Linked DNA regions of Mus musculus: region 2 is linked to region 1. The links are chromatin contacts, called in public HiChIP or PLAC-seq maps. All regions are on one chromosome and are shown on one strand. The core of a region is the stretch at or near the end of the contact, and the rest is flanking DNA. Distances in the headings are between cores, read along the strand shown.

What was found. HiChIP or PLAC-seq counts read pairs in DNA pulled down with a chosen protein or histone mark.
Region 2: a contact with region 1 is called in an H3K27ac HiChIP or PLAC-seq map of embryonic stem cells, with 5 read pairs. The contact joins two enhancer-like sites. A contact is called at or near these places in 5 of 484 Hi-C or Micro-C datasets (cardiomyocytes, muscle stem cells, nephron progenitors and 1 more) and 5 of 115 datasets of contacts at active chromatin or transcription factors (embryonic basal ganglia, embryonic forebrain, embryonic limb bud and 1 more).

The regions. Positions count from the first base shown.
Region 1 is chr14:34,264,342-34,270,221 of GRCm38.p6, reverse strand. It overlaps Shld2 (shieldin complex subunit 2), which reads left to right. Exons shown (of 10, transcript NM_001360074.1): 3 at 1,270-2,721. The coding sequence starts at 1,275. Among named protein-coding and RNA genes, the nearest start is that of Shld2, 43 kb to the left of the region's middle. Within about 2 kb of position 1,546, at least 11 of the 459 cell types and tissues checked have an H3K27ac peak or open chromatin away from gene starts, as enhancers often do. A contact at or near this core is called in embryonic stem cells, where this site is marked.
Region 2 is chr14:34,544,756-34,551,033 of GRCm38.p6, reverse strand. The region is part of intron 10 of Ldb3 (LIM domain binding 3); the gene reads left to right. Among named protein-coding and RNA genes, the nearest start is that of 9230112D13Rik, 25 kb to the right of the region's middle. Within about 2 kb of position 1,478, at least 292 of the 459 cell types and tissues checked have an H3K27ac peak or open chromatin away from gene starts, as enhancers often do. A contact at or near this core is called in embryonic stem cells, where this site is marked.

The DNA of each region.
Region 1 (5,880 bases), core at 297-2,796:
CTGAAGATTTAGAGGGAAGAGATATAAAAGTTATTTCAAAAGGAATTATGTATGTGGGATCAGGATTGCCAGGAATTAATGGTAATGAATTTAAAACAAGACCACTTTTCAGCCTCCAGCCAGAGCCCAGTTTGTAGTCAGAGTAAGTAATGTTTCAATCTGTTTGATTCTTTACCAGTCAATAGGATCGATTTACTTACACCAGGTGCCATAGTTAATGGAGAAACAGTTTAAATGATGAGTTTATTTTTATGTGTTTATATATTCCATGAACAACTCTTTGAGTTTGATCTTGAGTGCCATAGGAAAAAGAAAAAAAGAAAGAAGAGAGGGAGGGAGGGGGAGAGGAAGAAATGAATGAACGAACGAATGAGGCAGGGAGGAATAAGAAAAAGGAAAAATTGTTTGTATTATAGAAAGATAGAGCTGGGCATAGTAGTATATCCTTGTAAACCCAGCCTTTGGGAGGTGGAGAGAAGGGCAGGATTCTAGGACATCTTGGATGTGTAGTAAGCTCAGGGCCAGCCTTGACTCATAAGATACCCCCCAATAAAGAAAAAAATGAAAACTATAGAAACAGTGATTTTCAATTATTACACTGAAGTGCTTGTACATTTTACAGAGAGCCTCACTTAACAAACAAACAAACAAACAAACAAACAAATCCCATGTTCTTTCCTTTTAGTTTGAGCCTTGTATGTTGGTTTTGAAATTGAGTTCAGAGGAGGAGAGAATCTATGGCTATTTAAAGGTAATATAATACAGTAATAAATCATGCCTATTCTTTAAAACTAAATTATTCTTTACATGGGGCAGGACTTACAGCATGGGAAATGAACATTGATCTAAAGATGTGCTGGTTTCATGCTTACTTTGTTTCTCTGAGTATTTTAAAATTAAAATTAAGTTTTAAATGTATTATCTTTATTATGTGAGTGTGTGCTATATGTGGTAGTGTGGGCCGTGGTGTGCCGTGGCGTGTGTAGAGGTCAGAGGGTGACTTTGAGAATCACTCCTCTCCTTCTACCCTGGTTTCAGAACTGAACTCAGGTTGTCTGTCAAGCGCCATTTCCCACTGAGTCACCTCGCTGTCCCTTTTCTCAGCCTTTAACTGAAGACTTTCTTGTGACTAATTTGATTTTCTTATAGTTTCTTATTTATTAATTTTATAGTTGAATAACCAACCTGCATGTTTGTGATCAGTAGTTTGTTTTTTAGCAGATATGAGAATATACTAATATATTAATTTTGAAATTTTATTTTTATCAGAAATTATGAGTCAAGGATCACAAGTTCACATTTTTTTGGGTGCTCCAGTTGCTCCACTGAAAACGACAGTATCACAGGGAACAGCTTCCTTAATGTCCACTGCCAACGCCTGGGAAAAAGTCCGACTCTTCTATAAACAGCATTCCTTGTATCTGAAGGCTGGAGATCAGGAGTTTAAAAATCTGGAAGACTGTCAAGTCCCCAAAGGTCTTGGCCCTCCAGGCCTTCTTAGTGGTGACGTTTTGACGACTTCTGTGAGGAGGTCTGCTCAGGTGGATGAGGACTTTAAACATTCTGCTTCCGAAGCACAGAGTGTGAAATCCCAGGTTAACCTGAGTGATATGACTAGTGGACAAATGTGTGGGCTTGGGGACGGAGTTCAGCATTTACCCGAAGAAGAAAAAGATCAAAAGCTTCAATGTAAAAATAAGAAAATTACAGATGAGCAGTCTAAAAATCAGTCAGATCCCTGCGTTCGGAACTTCCAAAGAGATTTGTTTGCGTTAGACCTTAAGTGTGCAGCGAAACTGGATCTGGGCTGTTGTACTGAACAGATGAGTACAGGGACAAAGCCAGAGCCGACAGGACATCGTGAAAGACAGAGTCAGGAGAGCTTCTCTGACACACGGTGTGAGCCACAGTCCGAGGGAGCAGTCAGGAAGGCCTCAGACCAGAGACTGTCTGCTGAAGCTGAATTTCTCAGCGTACTGACCTCCAGCCAACGGGCTTTTCTAGCTCAAGGGAATGATAAAGGTCAGGACTGTATAAATAAGAGCACTGTAAATATGGAGGCAGAACCAACAGGAAGTCAGGGAGTCAGACGAACTGAAGGGGATTTTAGTAAGCCTGGTGGAGATTTCGAAGAAGAATCTGAAAATGAGCAAAGCCAAGTGTATTCCCTGGAACTTTTTAGTCCTGTTTGTCCTGAATCAGAAAGCAGTCACAGTCACATAAACCCTGGAAAAAATCTTGAAAACACAAGCTCTCAAGAACTTTTCAGTAATGAAGAAAACCTGCCACCAAATGAGTTGTGTAGCTCCCATCCAAGTACCGCTAACAGGAGCTGGAGCTGTAAAGATGATTCCCACCATTCTAAAGCTCTTTCTGAAGTCCATCAGGTGTCCAAGAAGCCAAGGATGGATTCTAATATAAGAGAGGCAGCCAAAGCAGTGCCCCAGAGGGTCATGTCTGAATTAAAGGACAGTAAAAAAATATCATTAATAAAAAATTGTGATTCTAAAAATCAGAAGTATAACTGCTTAGTCATGGTGCTAACCCCATGTCATGTAAAGGAAATAACTATAAAATCTGGACCAAATTCTGGTTCTAAAGTGCCATTAGCAACGATTGTAGTTATTGATCAGTCAGAAATTAAGAAGAGGGTTGTTCTGTGGAGGACTGCAGCATTTGGGGCACTTACAGTGTTTCTTGGCGATATAATTTTACTTACAGGTAAGACCATTGAGGTATAGTGATAGCCTGTTTTATAAAGCTGTGTCTTCTGGTTATGATTTCCTTTGCCACTTATCTTCCCTGGGTGTGACTGACCTGCTGTAGCATGTGTGTTGTGCTTCCTCGGGCTTTAGGACCCCTCTTTGTTCTGTGATGCCTTCTCATCCATTTTCTCCTCTAAGAAGCCTGCCTTGGTTGGTTGTAATCATCCATCGTGTGTCAGTTGAAGTTCTATCACTGGGCTCCTTTATGCTGCCTTACAGCTGTGTTTGTGTCTGATTAACTCTCTTACTTTACTAGCAGTGTTATTAGGAAAGGGCAACATTTCTGCTACTTCACTCCAGTACATTAAACTATTCCTGAAGGAACGGACTCAAGATGCTGATGTTTAGTTTGTTGCTATTTTACTCAGCTGAGGACGGCCTTGCAGTCTTGTTTTTTTTTTTTTTTTTTCTTTCTCTCTTTCAGTTTTTTCTTTTTTTTTTTGGTTTTTTGAGACAGGGTTTCTCTGTGTAGCCCTGGCTGTCCTGGAACTCACTCTGTAGACCAGGCTGGCCTCGAACTCAGAAATATGCCTGCCTCTGCCTCCCAAGTGCTGGGATTAAAGGCATGCGCCATTACGCCCAGCGGTATGTGTTTTAAGACAGGATCCTAGTATGTGGGGGAAATCAGTTCTGCTTCAGCCTCCCTTTGCTGTGATTTATATACATGTCCCACCACACTGGACTAAAATCTTTAATATTTTTTTACTTGTTCTTAGTTAATTTAGAATCAATACAGTAGCATGGCTCAGGCCTGTAATCCCAGCACTTAAGAGGCAGGGCCAAGAGGTTCTGGAGTTGAAGGCTAGCATCAGCTATAAAGAAGTTTGAGGCTAGCTTAGCTACACGAGACCCTGTCTCATGCAAACAAAATATAATATAAAACCAATACAGTGTTAGTAAAGCTAGAAGAAGTTAGTTAATCTTACTAACTTAGCTAAGAAAGGATGTGATGGAGCTAGGCTTTGTTAGCCTCAGCTGAGAAAATGAAAATTGCGGTTCATACAATATCAAGTTGTTTGCAGGGAGCTGATTCCTTTAATTAATGTGTCTTGGAGCGTTCTCTTTGGATTGTTAGGAACAATCTTTATGGAACGTAAATGCAAGATTATAACAAACAGACTTAACAAAGCACTTTTTATATGTTGTTCTATTATTGTTGGAGAGTTAGTTTATCTAACTCATACTCTGACTTAGTACTTTCAGAATTCCTCTTTGCTTGTAATATGGCTTCCCAACTATAGATCTATTTATAAGATGAGAACATACTGTAAGTACTGTTTCTTTGGCAAATACTACCTCACTGTAAATAAAAATAAAAGTTCTGGTTTTCTTGTCATATTAACCCATTTAATGTGAACTTATTCCCCAGAGCTAAGACTATTTTTGGAGTATCAAAGAAGTTTCCCAACAGTAAAGAGGTGAATCGACCCGTACTGTAGTCACTTTTAGTTAAGGACATTCTACCTCAAGATCATTCACCATGATTGAAACAAAACAAATAACCCTCCCCAAACAACAAAAACCCCAAACCAACCAACCGACCAGACAAACATAAACAAGAAAAGAAAAGAAAATGTCTAGTTTGTTTGTGATCTTCTTGGAGGCCTTTTCTAGGCACATAGAAACAGTCCTGCTACCTCTCTGGTTTTTCCTAACATCCCTAATGTTGTTTACAACTAGGTAAGATCAAGTGACTGCTGGAATCTATTTACCCATTTTTCTACTATAAGACAATTAAATTACTTTTATGAATGCCTTTAAAAAGGTATCTTTGTTGGCGCTGTATTATTTCTTTAAAAAAACAAAAAACAAATATCGAAGTCTGTGTGTAGTGGCACATGCCTTTAATCCCAGCACTCAGGAGATAGAAGCAGGTTGATTCCTGTGTGAGTTCTGGATCTTCAGAGTGAGTTCCAGGACAGCCAGAGCTACAGCCAGAGATACACCCTGTCTCAAAAACAAAAAACAAAACAAATACTCTCCCCCAAACAACAAAAACCCCAAACCAGACAAACAAAGAAAAGAAAACATCTAGTTTGTTGTTTTCTTCTTGTGGAACAAATGGGAAATTTGTGAGGGAAAAAAAGCTATACTTTTATATTGTCATATCTTTAGCAGTGAATTATATTCACATAGAAATTTATGAGTGACATCCATTTTTAATTGATAGCATTCAACTGTGCACTATTATATTTCTACCTTTAATAGCTCATTTTACCTACTTATAGAGATCTCAGAGCTGAGATTTCTGTGTAAGAGGTAAGCTGTAGAACATGTTCTATTTAGAGCATGGTAGACTTAGCAGCAGAAGGTGTTAGAAGTTTGAATTGTCTCTGAGTATTCAGTACTAGAGTTAAAAAGAAGAGGGCCTAGGACTTAACCTTGGAGAGTCCTAGTATTTAGATGGAAGTAAAGGAGCTAAAAGCTGGACCATAGAAGTGAATGGATAAAAGAACCAGGAGGCAAGGCCTGGGCCACCATTTTGCCTTTCCCTATCACCCAGTGTCTCATGAGTCCAACATAGAGTTTAAAGTTTTCTTGAAATTTCTCAGATATTCTTGTCTTCTGGACAGCAGGTATTCTGAGCATCACATCGTGAGAAGTCTGGTGTTTTGTTTTGTTTTTTGATGTTGTTGGGGAACTGAACCCAGGGCCTCACACATTAGGAGTCACATGCCCTTTTAATGACAGTTTTTGAAAGCTGTGCTAGCTCTTTCTGGTTAGATAGTAGGGAGCCACTGAATATTAGAGTTAACTAATATACTACTCGTAATACTTTTACACAACAATTGTATCTTACCCATGAGTTGTTTGAAAAGTTTATACATGTATACAGTATATTTCTATCATAACTTCTTTCCAACCCCTCCAGAACTCCCACCCCAGTTTTTTTAACCTGTTGGGTATGTTAATTCCCACTAAATGTTTTTTTCTCTATAGCTTTTTCTTTTCCTTTTTTTCTTTTTATTTATTTATTCTATTTATGTGAGTACACTGTAGCTGTCTTCAGACACACCAGAAGAGGGCATCAGATCCCATTACAGATGGTTGTGAGCAACCATGTGGTTGCTGGGAATTGAACTCAGGACCTCTGAAAGAGCAAACAGTGCTCTTT
Region 2 (6,278 bases), core at 229-2,728, 280 kb before region 1:
GTATATACTTTCCAAGTAAACATTATACTTCTGGGGCTGGAGAGATGGCTCAGTGGGTAAGAGCACTGACTGCTCTTCCAGAGGTCCTTAGTTCAATTGCCAGTAACCACATGGTGGCTCACAACCATCTGTAATGGGATCTGATGCCCTCTTCTGGTGTGTCTGAGGACAGCAACAGTGTATTCATATGCATAAAATAAATAAATCTTTAAAAAAATACACGTCCAGCATGCATATATATGTATATATATATATATATATATATATATATATATTCATCTTGAATTTATAAAAAGCAATGATGATTTTTCATTTACTATTACAATACAAATGTTTTTCTTCACTCAAAACTACTATGGACTATATGGTCTCTCTATATAGTTTGTTTTGCTTTTGAGATGAGATCTCTATGTGGTCCTGACTGTCCGGGAACGCCATATGTAGATCAGGCTCTGTCTCCCCAATGCTGGGATTAAAGGCATGTGCCACTATGCTCTGCTTTACACATAAAATCTTAATAGACTTTGTGTGTGTGTGTTTGTTGGCAGGGTAGCTCAGGTAGACCAGGCTGATTGTTGATCCTCCTTCCTGGACCTCCCAAGTCCTGGGATTATACGCATGTGCCACCACACCCAGTTTTTAATAGACTTTTTAAAGATCAGTTTTCAGTTCATAGCAAAATCGAATGAAAGGTGTCATTTCCCAAATACCCTATGACCTCACCCCATGAACACACACACACACACACACACTTTTCCAATGCACAAACCATTTGTGGTAAAACGAGGAAGGGAATAAGTTACAGGCCTGCTTAGGGAAAAGAGACGGGTTATTTTAAGGGAGAAGGAAGGGGGCTTGTGTCCTACAAGTGTGAACTGGCCAAGTAGACTTGGGATAAAGAATAACACAAAGTCTAGGCTCCAGAACACATCCTGATAAGGCATTGATGAGACCCAAGGAAGCTTTTCTCTTGAGGCTTTCCTGACTAGAGCGACAGAATCAGTCCCCTGCTTTATGAAGCTCACCGACAACAGAACTGAGTATGGACAGGAAACATTTTAGCATGGGTGGGACACCCAGCCTGCTGTAAGGAATAAGCAAACTACCTCATCTCTCAGACCTGAATTTTCTCATTTGAGTAAGATAGGATTTCTATAACCTCTTGTTATATCTGCAGAGATAAAATAATATCTGTAGTCTGATGCCATCTCTTGCACTTCTGGGCCGAGGAAAGGAAATTCTGAAGTCAGAGCTCCACAGGCTGAGGTGGCATTTTGGAAGGGGAGCGGTACAAATCTCCTACGTAGGAGACAGAATGATCACTCAGTGCGGCCAGGAAACACAGGAAGGCGTTTGCAGAAGCCGGTAGGAGTAGTGTCAGGTGCAGACCTTTCCCAGCAGCACCGCAGGCCCTCCCGGCACCTTTCTTGTCCTGTCCCCGCATGCCCACCAGGGGGCGGCCGGGCCCTCCAGCCGCTTCTCCCGCAGCGGCCTGGGCGGCGGAGACCGGCAGGAGCCAAGGCCTTTCCACGGTTCCCAGACTGTGCAGACGTTAACTCATCCCTGCCTGGAGCAGAGGAGAGGCCTGCCTCCACCCTTCCTTCTCTCCAGGGAGGCTGGGTTGGCAACGGGCTCCGGGGGCGGCTGGTAGGCTGCCAGGCCAGCCGGGGATACGGGCCCGCACCCCGCTCCTCTGCTGGGCTGCGGGGACTTGGGCGCCGCCGAGCACGAGCAGCCCGCTCGCGGCCAGTCCCCGGCCGCAGCTTCCGGGGGGTGGGGGACGGAGGCAGGGCGGGGTTCGAGCCGGCATCTTATCTCTGGCGCCTGGGCTGGGCATCCGTTTCCCCAGAACACCTGGGGCCAGTGGGCGGAGGACACCTTGGTCCCCGGGATGGCCACGTCGGCCTGCGGGCCGGGCGGCGACCCGGGCGCTTGCCGGCGACTTAGCCCGGGCTAAGTGACTCAGATCACCTTGTTGTTTAATTACACAGTCCCGGGGCCGCCAAGTGCGATAGGAGCCCTTTGAACGTGCCAATTAGAGATGAAATATCACCTTCTAATTCGAACCGGCTTAATTCCGTCACGTAGAAATAGCAACAGCCCGGGGCTCGGAGATGGGATATCAGGTTTCTTACGGCATTTGGAGCGTAGAGGGGCGAAGCAGGCAGGAGCTGAGAGGAGAGGGGACCGTGCTCCCCGCATGTCCTCTCCCTTCTCCTTCCCCCTCCCCAGGGATCTGCCCGGGCGAACCGCCCGGAAGAGAAAGTCCTCCTCCTGTTTGTAGCCCCAGCGGGTAGGAGGTAGGAACCTGGTCCAGGATTCCAGCCTTCCTCTCTGGGGCCTTGAGTAGGGGTTTGGAAAACGAAGGCGGTTCAGGAAAGCCTCGGATAGGAGGAAGAGAATGTCTGCCCTACCGAAGGAGCGGTTGGAGAGGGAGGCAAGGTGGGCGAGGGCGGGGTTTACTTGGAAGGAGCATGCTGGAGCCTGGTTCTGCATTCGGAGTGGTTTAGAGGAGCTGATTAGGGTGCGTTTCAGATAGGAAGCTTGCAAGCTGGCTGACCTCGAGTAGCCACTTAAGCTCTCCAGGTTGTCTGTAAAGTTGACTCGCAAGTACTCTGCCTCTTGCTATTACACAAACTCCTGTGCAACACTGTGAAAGCCAGTAGCTCTTGGCAGCCACTGTTGCAAAGAACCATCCGAGAGGCAGACACTTTTAGGAAAAAAAAAAGGCAGGTAAAATTGATTTAAATACATTTTTATTTAGCTCAGCATATGAAAATTTCTGAGTTTTTTGTGTTCTTTATTCAGGGTTTCTCAACTTGCTCTGTAGATCAGGTCTCTAGAGCTGGGATTAAAGGTGTGCACCACTGCACCTGACCTTTTAAAAAATATTTTATTTTATTGTGTGTACATTGGTGTTTTGCCTTTACGTGAGGGCGTCAGATCCCCTGGAATTGGAGTTACAGACAGTTGTAAGCTGCCACGAGGGGGTTGGGAATTGAACCTGGATCCCAGCTTGTGCTCTTAGCCACTGAGCCATCTCTCCAAAGCCATCTTTTCAGCCTCAAATGCGTGTGTGTGTGTGTGTGTGTGTGTGTGTGTGTGTGTGTGTGTGTGTACACTAGAACGCAGGTGCCTACATAGGCCAGAAGAAGGTGTGGAATCCATTGAAGCTTAAGTTTAAGGCAGTTATAAGCCATGAGACATGAGTGTTGGCAATCCAATTCCAGTCTTTTACTAGTACATGCTCTTAACCACTGGGACGTTTTTCCAGACACAGCTCAGTATATTAAAAATGGTTCAGAGCTGGACTCTATTCAGATGCATGCTAGCTATTTCAGAAGCTGAGAAATAAGGTCACTTGAGGCTAGCTGGGTAACACGTAGAGACCCGGCTCAACACACAAACAAGGGGCTGAAGAGGCAGACCCGTGGTTAAGAGCACTAGCTACTCTTCCACAGGACCCACAGCCAACTTACTCCAGTCCCAGAGAATCCAACACGCTTTTGGCTTCCCCTAGGTACTAGGCATGCATGAGGTACACAGACATACATGCAGGCAAACATCTGCACACATTAAATTTAAAAATAAATAAACAGCTTTAACATACAATCAATATAAGATAATTATTACTAAGATACTTTATATTCTTTTATTAAGTCTTCAGATTTTTAAACTGAATAGCACATCTCAATTTAGACTAACTGCCTTTCAGGTGCTTAGTACATAAGGCCATGGCTTGACGATCACACGGCTTTCATTCCTAATTCCTTTTAGAGCTAGGTGTGGAGGCACATGTCTGTAATCCCGCACTCAAGAGGCTGAGATACCAGGATCTCTGAATTGTTGAGGCCAACCTGGAATACAGAGTGAGTTCCAGACTAGCCTGGGCTATATGTCAAAAAACAAACAGCTTGGCTGGGCCTTTGATCTCAGCACTTGAGAGGCAAAGCCAAGCAGAACTCTGGGTTCCAGAATAGCATGATCAACAGAGTGAGTTCCAGGGACAGCCAGAGAAACCCTGTTTCCAAAAAAAAAAAAAAAAAGACCAGCACAGAGGATTGTGGCTTGTAAAACAAGAAGGAAACAAAGGATAGAAGAAATGAAATGAAAAGCAAAGAGAGAAAGACACAGCTTACACAGACTTATACAGAACCCTAAATCTTACAACAGAGGGATGAAGCTGCTTTGAAGTTCTGTGGGATCACCTCTCCCCACTCTCCTCTAACAGTACCCCTAAAGTCACCTTGTCCCTAGCATGTTGGGACTCTCTGGACAGTGGGAAGCCATGTAAGAATGTTGAGGTGGGTGAAAACACCCTGATTTTGTGACTTACAACTTTACAAAATGCTTGTGCTGTGTCCCTCCTAGGGGTTCCCACCACACCCATTGAGGTGGGCAGGATGTCATTCATTCTATCACCAGAAACAGGTTCAATTCCTGGTAATGTGACTTCAGAGAATCACAGCTCCCTGCCCACTGCCATCCAACAGGAAACCTGCTTTAGGGCTTTCCCTGTGACAGAAAGGCCTGGAGATGAACTTGATAGTTCATTCCAACCTGGGAATCCAGATGCACTGTCCTACCGTCCCCCCCCCCCTCTCTCTCTCTCACACACACACACACACACACACACACACACACACACACACACACACACTATATCATGTACTAAATTAAGCACTCACATGTCTTAGTCCTAATAATTTCCTAATTCTTATAATCCCAATACCATTTCTTAGAGGAAGAAACAAGCCCAGAGAGAATTAATTACTCAAGCAAGGATACACAGCTAGGAAGTTGTAGGACTAGAGTGTAAACCCAGAGCTCTTCTGAGAGAGGGATGCTATGAATAGAGCCCAGAGTCTCAAAAATGCTAGGCAAGTACTCCTAACTGCTGAATCCCAAGCCTCAAACTAGGGTTTTTGATGAGTGTGTTTCTTTCCAGAGTGCAGGGTCTCCTCTTAGAGTTACAACAGACTTCTTGATGAGGTTACACACCAGTGGAAATCGGATCTGTGTTCTTTATAGAGGCAGCTCGGAGTCTAGGGAGGGTTAGACTCTCGCTCTGCTGCATCCTCTGAGGACTCCAGCCCTCAAGTGTAAAGGGGGATAATGCAGGGCTGACTCATGACCTGCGGTGTGCCTCACCCGGGCTGTAAGTGGGAGGAAGGATCCAGCTGGAGAATCTGCCATGGGAGTTAGTCTCACTCCCAGGATGGCTCTGGGGCAGGGCTGTGGAAGGCTTTACACCTCTGTACTCTCACCATAGGCAGAGCCCTAGCCATCCTCTAGCAAAGGGTGCCCTGCACTTCCCAGTTCTGAAGTTGCTGTCATTTGGGAATAAGAGGCACAGAGTTAGAACAACCCAGAATGGCCCAGGGCACCAGACAGGAGAAAGAGACCAGACAGGGCCATGGTCTGAGCCCATTTGTGATCTAGAGAGATCTGTTTGAGTACAGTCCGTTCCACTCAGGCCTGGCTTGGATGTGGGCAGGGAGGCTATCATAGTATACTTCCCAGTGAGGAAGATAGTGCTCTTCCCAGAAGAACAGACTGGGAACAGAGATGACACGTCTAGAACCATCTTTGCTACAGGAAGAGAACTGGCTAGATCATATTCTCAGGATACACAGCTAGATCTATTGAGTTGTCTCTATGGTGGAGGGCAGAAATATCCTTGGTTCTGCGAGCCCTGGTAGAGAGTGCTTTGTGTTAGCATCTACAGTGCCCCTTCTGTGTGATGAACTGTTTCTCCACTCTCAGTGAAGGCAAGAAGTGCAGTACACTCTTTTCCCTAATGGTAACCTCTGGGGTGTCATATACACTCTGAGTTTGCACCAAGGTGATGTAGGAGAACAAGAGGATCTGGCAGGGAAGGTCAGAGACCAAATGAGCAGCTAGACCCTGGGCAGCATGGTGCTAGCCCCTCTGCCTAGGCTCACCGAGTGACTAAGATAGATGGGTACCTATCGAATCAAGACCGACAAATCAAGTCAAGCTATTTTTCAAGACAATGGTAGTAGCTGAACTTGAAACATGAACCTGTGCTTTCTGGACATCTGCTCTCTGTTGAAGACATACAGCAAGCACTGATTTTGATGACTGGGCTAGGGGACCATTGAAAGCATCCTGCAGTCCATGCTGAGTTGACCTGTTCTTACCCACTTCCTGTCCCAGACACTCCCTACTCTTGCTCCCCACCTTCTACAGGACCAGGGCAGCCAAGGTCTCACAGAACCCCACCCTAAATAGCTTCACTATTTATAGCTCCATTC